Regions from separate parts of the Hordeum vulgare genome. Here region 2 is linked to region 1. A link is a contact called in public Hi-C data. All regions are on one chromosome and are shown on one strand. The core of a region is the stretch at or near the end of the contact, and the rest is flanking DNA. Distances in the headings are between cores, read along the strand shown. Region 1 holds the start of LOC123406241 (auxin response factor 5-like). Region 2 has its middle 140 kb from the start of LOC123406241.

The links. A called contact is a pair of places that touch in the nucleus more often than the background predicts.
Region 2: a contact with region 1 is called in a Hi-C map of seedling, with 1.7 times the contacts expected there. The contact joins the enhancer-like site here to the promoter of LOC123406241 in region 1. A contact is called at or near these places in 2 of 6 Hi-C or Micro-C datasets (leaf and seedling).

Annotation. Positions count from the first base shown.
Region 1 is chr6H:55,227,006-55,230,048 of MorexV3_pseudomolecules_assembly, reverse strand. LOC123406241 (auxin response factor 5-like) reads left to right here and starts at 1,595. Exons shown (of 14, transcript XM_045099728.1): 1 at 1,595-2,069; 2 at 2,210-2,328. The coding sequence starts at 2,015.
Region 2 is chr6H:55,362,443-55,365,251 of MorexV3_pseudomolecules_assembly, reverse strand. No RefSeq gene overlaps it. Among protein-coding and RNA genes, the nearest start is that of LOC123406241, 140 kb to the right of the region's middle. Within about 2 kb of position 1,476, at least 3 of the 3 cell types and tissues checked have open chromatin away from gene starts, as enhancers often do. A contact at or near this core is called in leaf and seedling, where this site is marked.

The sequences.
Region 1 (3,043 bases), core at 346-2,845:
GCCTTTGTTGAAGATGCTTTAAAGCCCTCGCTGATTTGTAGGATTCTCAAAACACAGAAATAGAAAAAAATATAGAATTTGATTGATACGTACATTTGAATCCTGGAAATTTTACATAAAGTGTTTGATGCCACTGGATTCCAATGAAATTCAAAAGAGAAGGTATGCTAGATTTTCATTGAAACGTGGTACACTATACACTGGATTCCATAGGGGAAAAAACCCTATAGGATTGAAACCTGGGAATCAAACGACAAACTTTCTATGGATTGTAGCCCTTTAAAAATTCTATAAAATCCCTTTGAATCAAAAGAGCCCTTAAAGTCTCTCAAAATGCTGGTCGTGCAGATATTCTGTTTTGTATGGCTTATTTGGTTCGCTTGATTTGTAAAGGGAATCGTTTCCCACCCGCGACGCGCCGGTAGCCCCTCGCGTGCGGGCCCTTGCAACATTTTTCCCACCCGCGCGCTTCTCTGATCAATGGATGTAACATTTTTCGTCTAAATATGTTGCAAGCAGCGTTATTTTTGCTGCAAGCGTTTTTTTTTACTATTTTTTGTCCCAGTAAAAAGGTTGCATATACGTTTGGTTGCAACTCCAGTTCGTCGGATTTTTCGTTACAATCGATGTTTTTTACTTTCTGCTACAACCGTGTTAATTTTTGCTACAACCGGCATCATGTTTTGCTGCAACCGTTCACTAAAAAAGTTGCATACACGTTACATAAATATTTGTTACAACCGACGTTTGACTTTTGCTATCACGTACCATCAGTTTTTTTTTTTTTGCTACGATCACGTAGATATTTTTTTTTGCTACAAATTTTATTTTTTGTTGCAACCGTTAAAAAAATTGCTGCATTGCATCGCAATTTTGCTGCATAGGGGAAAAAATGTTACATGCGGATCCAACGGTGCGGACGACGCGAGGTTGATGGATCCTGCGGCTCGCGCGCGACCGGCTGAAAGTTTGGGCCGGCGCGCCGGCGAAGATTAGTCCCCGTTTGTAAAACACGGGAATAGAGGAGACAAAGAATGCAATGTTATATCATTTTCAATACAAGTACATGATTAATATTGGCCGTTTGACTGTACACAGGAAAATGTACTTACTCCGTTCCAATATACTCCCTCTGTTTCTAAATATAAATCTTTTAAGATATTTTACTAAGTGACTATATACGAAGCAAAATGAGTTAATCTATACTATAAAGTATGTCTATATACCTCCGTATGTAGTGTCCTAATAAAACCTTTAAAAAGACTTATATTTAGGAACGGAGGGAGTACATATGTATGTAGTCAACAATAAAATCTATAAAAAACCTATATTTAGAAACGAAGAAAATAGGTTCGAGTGCATGATTTTTTTGTAAAAACCCTTCAGCAATCCGTCGAATAAAAAAAAGGCCCACAGATGGGAGTTGGTATTATTGCCCCTTTTCTGAAAAGAAGGGATAATTCCTGAAACACTAGGAAAAGCACGAAATGGCTCCCGAAAAGCCGCAAGCGGAGCTCCCTCCCTCCACTGCGATTCCCATTCCCCCCTCGAGCCTCACTTCATCAGAGTAAAACGGAGTATAAAAAACAAAGAGGAGAGAGAGAGAGACAGAAGAAGCGTCTCGGTTTTAACTCCCGACAGGCAGCAGCACACACGACGCACCAACCAGCGACAGCAAAGCCCAGAGACCTCAGCTGCAGCAGCTCACAACTCTCACCCCTCCCTCTCTCTCTCTCTCTAGCTCCTTCTCTCTCTACTAGTAGGACTAGACGGGGTCCTTGGCCTCCGTGTTGCTGCTGCTTCTAGTCTAGCTTGTCGGGACGGGGGCGCCGCCGCCGCTCGCTGGGGCACGGCAGCTTTGTGGAAGAGCCCGGCCGGCCATCCAGCCAGCCGGCGACCGGGACCCAGACGGCGGAAAGGAGCGAAAAAAGAAGAGCTCGGCGCCGCGCGCGCTCCTCCGTGACCCATGCGCGCGAGCCGCCGAAGCTAGCAAGCTCCCGCGTGGAAGGCGGCCATGGCGCAGTCGCCGGCGAGCTCCGCCGTCGTCGGTGCTTCCGCTCCGAGCGAAGGTACTCGTCACTTCCTTCTTGCTTTTCGCGCATTTCTCCGGCCCCTCCCCGCGCTCCGGCGAGGCGGAGGTGGCACGGCTTGTAGAAAAGGAAGGGGTCGTCTCTCCTTTTCTCGGTCGCTGACGCGGCGGCGGGCGCAGGGGAGCGGAAGGCGCCGGCGATCAACGGGGAGCTGTGGCACGCCTGCGCGGGCCCGCTGGTGTCGCTGCCGCCGGTGGGCAGCCTCGTCGTCTACTTCCCCCAAGGCCACAGCGAGCAGGTGAGCCAGACTTTCTTGCCGGACGCCGCATGTTGGAGCCATTTCCACAGCGCTCTACAGTCTACACTCCCCATGGTTCTCTTCTTGAATGATAACATCGTGTGTGCTTGCAACTAAATCGATTCCCTGCTCTATAAATCTTTTCAGAGCAAGCATTTGATTTTTTTTTTATAAAAAAATGTTTTTTTTTATTTAATCTGCCATGGGATGGGAGAATCCTTTGAAGTTCAAGAGGGTTCATAACATGGTATACTGATTCTCCCACACAGAAAAAGAAGATGCTATCATGGATATATTGCATTTTGGGCTATACTTGCTTGCTACTACTAATTGCTATCTCAAGCCAGTAGTAGTATTCTTGGGTTATTGGAGGAGTGGTTGGGAGCTTTGGGCCTACTTGCTTCATTTCTTTTTGTTGGCTTTTGGTGTCTTGCATAGGATAGGAGTACTGTTTTCTTGTTAACAGGTTTGGTACATGCAACATGCATCCATGTAGTATTTCTTTGCATTTATGGTACTGATTTCTGTTGCACCTTCCACTGATTCTGCACTGAAAAAACAGCCTGCTTTCAGGAAGATTTTCAGCTGGTATGCTTACGGTCTTCTTGATAGATTCCGCAAAGATCACTCCCTAATTCTGCTGCCGTGCTCCCCTTTTAAAAAGTTGAGCAAAAAAAATTTGTTTTTTAATGTTTGTGGAACATTGGCTGTGTTG
Region 2 (2,809 bases), core at 227-2,726, 140 kb before region 1:
GGTGTGTGGGTGTTGCTCTGGCAGTCCGGCGGCGCCGTTGTGGTGCGAGGCGGGCTGTAGTGGTGGGTGCAGCGGGTAGGTTTTGGCGGCGGTGAGCTGCCTTGTGTGTTTGAGGTGGCGGCTTGGGGGAGGACGGTCGGCATGTGGTCGGAGACGGTTTACTCGGCAGGCTGCTGCGACGACGGATTCGGTGAGCTCCGCGTGAAAGCCTTGCAAGACCTTGGTCGTTGCCGGCGTCGACGGCGTTCTAGGACGTCGTTCCCTCCTCGGAGACGTCGTCGTGGGAGCCCCTTCACCACCTTTGTCACCTCGGTCTCGGGCTCTCCAGGTGAAAACCCTAGTTTCGACCCTGCTCGGAGCGGGCGTCGGCGGCGGTATCGTCGCTTTCTTCTTGGGGGCGACGCCTTGGAGGTCTGGTCCTTCATCAGTTCACGGTGGCTCGGGTGGCTTTGCGGGTTCATCGTCGGCCAGGAGTGTTCGCGGCCTCGGTGCTGGTGAGGAAGTCGGAGCGGCGGCTTCGGAGAATAGTGATGTGGAGTGTTGATTCTGACCGTGTGGGCGGCAACGTCGTTAGCTTAGTTGGAGCGGGGCCTCGGGGTCGGCAGGCAAGCCGGAGTGGCGGCTCCGGAGAACAGTGACGTGTGGTGTTGATTCTGGCCGTGTGGGCGACGACGTCATCAGCTCAGGTGGAGCGCGACTTCAGGTTCGGCGGGCAAGTCAGAGCGGCGGCTCCAGAGAGCACCTTTTGTGTTGTGGAGTGTCGAATCTGGTCGCGTGGGCGGCAGTCGTTGGCTCGTGTGTTTCGATGTACCGGTTTTCGGCCAATTTTCCTTATAAACTGGTCAATTCTCTTCTTCTTAATGCAAAAGCAGAGGTCCTTCTGGTTTCTAAAAAAAGTCAATGACATGATACTGTCTATGAAAAACGATTCGTTGATATTTACGACATACACATATATCTTTCATTGTAATGATATCCTGAAAGCCGAAATCCATGCTCTTATGCAAGGTATAGCTTACGCTATTCAATACTCGAATAGGCCTCTGATTATACAATCAGATTCTTCAAACCCTTTGGCCATACTCTCGGACGATACACTGTCTCGATCAGCCTATGTTCATTTAGCTTATGAGATTAAGGATCATTTGTTAGTTAGGGAGTTTGTTTCTTTAAAAATTAGGAGAGATGCGGAATAGGATAGCACATCAATTGATAAACTATAGTTGTACTGAAGCGTGTACTACAGTACATGGCTCAACTCATGTCCTCCGTGTTGTAAGGAGCAGTTGTCTTGCGATTGTAGCCCTATCTTTATGAAATAAAATTCCTTTTACCCTAGAAAAAAGTTAACATGTTGTTCTGTGTCGGATTTCCGGGCGTCCTTCTCAAACGGCAACAAGAAACGGTAGGGAGGGGCTGGTGGTTGCAGTAGGTCGTGGTCGAGGTGTGCCTCTGTTTGTGTCGTGCAGATGTCAAGATCTATGGTTTTCTCTTCTCCCACGAAAGAGGTCCACACCGTGGACCACGACACAGAAGGAAGATATTTCTACTCATGTCTTTCTCCTCGCAGCCTACGCTCACGTGCTGGAAATCCCACCGGGCACCGGCGGTATACGCTCGCCCACGCAGCAGCAGGTTTGTTCTCTTCTCCCGTGCCCTGCCTGGTTCAACCAGCGCGGCTCCCGAAGCCAGACACAGCGGCCAGGACATGCCAATGCCATGGAAGAGCTCATGGCTGCGTGCGCGCGCCTCGGAATCCGAACTCCACGCGTGATGACGCAGCCACGCAGGTCGCACCGCTGCCCCGCAGTACGGCGGACGAGACGAGAGGAGAGGTGGTGAAAAGAGGTGGCGGTGAAAAGCCGAAATGGGAGGGCAACTGTCCCCTGCACACCCGGCAACCATGTCTGCCGCCCATGTCCCCTCCCCATCGTTTTCTAGTATTCTGACTGTCTTGAGGTTATTAAATTTATTGGGTCAATTAAGAGCATCTCAAACCTACCATGTTTTGTCACCCAACACGGTATCTCAGACCCCATTTCTTTAAAAAGTCTTCAGACTTTTTTAGTTTCAATTAAAAAGTCACTAGTCCCTATCTTTTTTTTCAGGGACTAAACAGGGATTAGAGGTCATTAAATGACATATGAAAAAACCATGTTACCCCTAGTAATGTATTAGAAGTTATTAAATAACATGTTAAAAGTAGGGGCACTGCTGGAAAAGATGTCAAAAAAGTCCCAAAAAGTCTCTCCCATAGGGACTTCTTCCTTTAGTCCCAAATACCTCATTTTAGTCCCTAAAAGTCCCTCCTGTTTCTTTCACATGGGACTAAAAGGGACTTTTTTTAGTCCCTAGAGCAAAAAGTCCCTCTAAAGAAACACCCCCTCATTCATTCACATATAGGTCTAACATTTGTTTTCATGCAAACTAGAGGGGATTTTGTAGACGAGTTAAAGCACCTACAGACCAAACTTGCTAACATGGGCCCTCGTATGCCTATGGACGCGTCCGGCCGCGTCCACGGACACTGATCGGACGCGTCTTATTTATAGCATTTTACATCCGCATTGTTTATATCTGAACCTTCATATTCATAAAATTCATGCAACTTTACATAAAGATAGTAGATTAAACACAGTTAATCGGATCGGATTACTTCGCTGAACAAAAAGGGCAGTTCGTCGGTAAATCCAAACTACAAACTACCTAAACATACTTAAAATATAATCGAAATGGAAAAGAACAGAGGAAATCATCATTTCCTCGCCGCCCCTTCCCCTTTCAGTCGTCCAAGCGGGTGTGCCCCTCC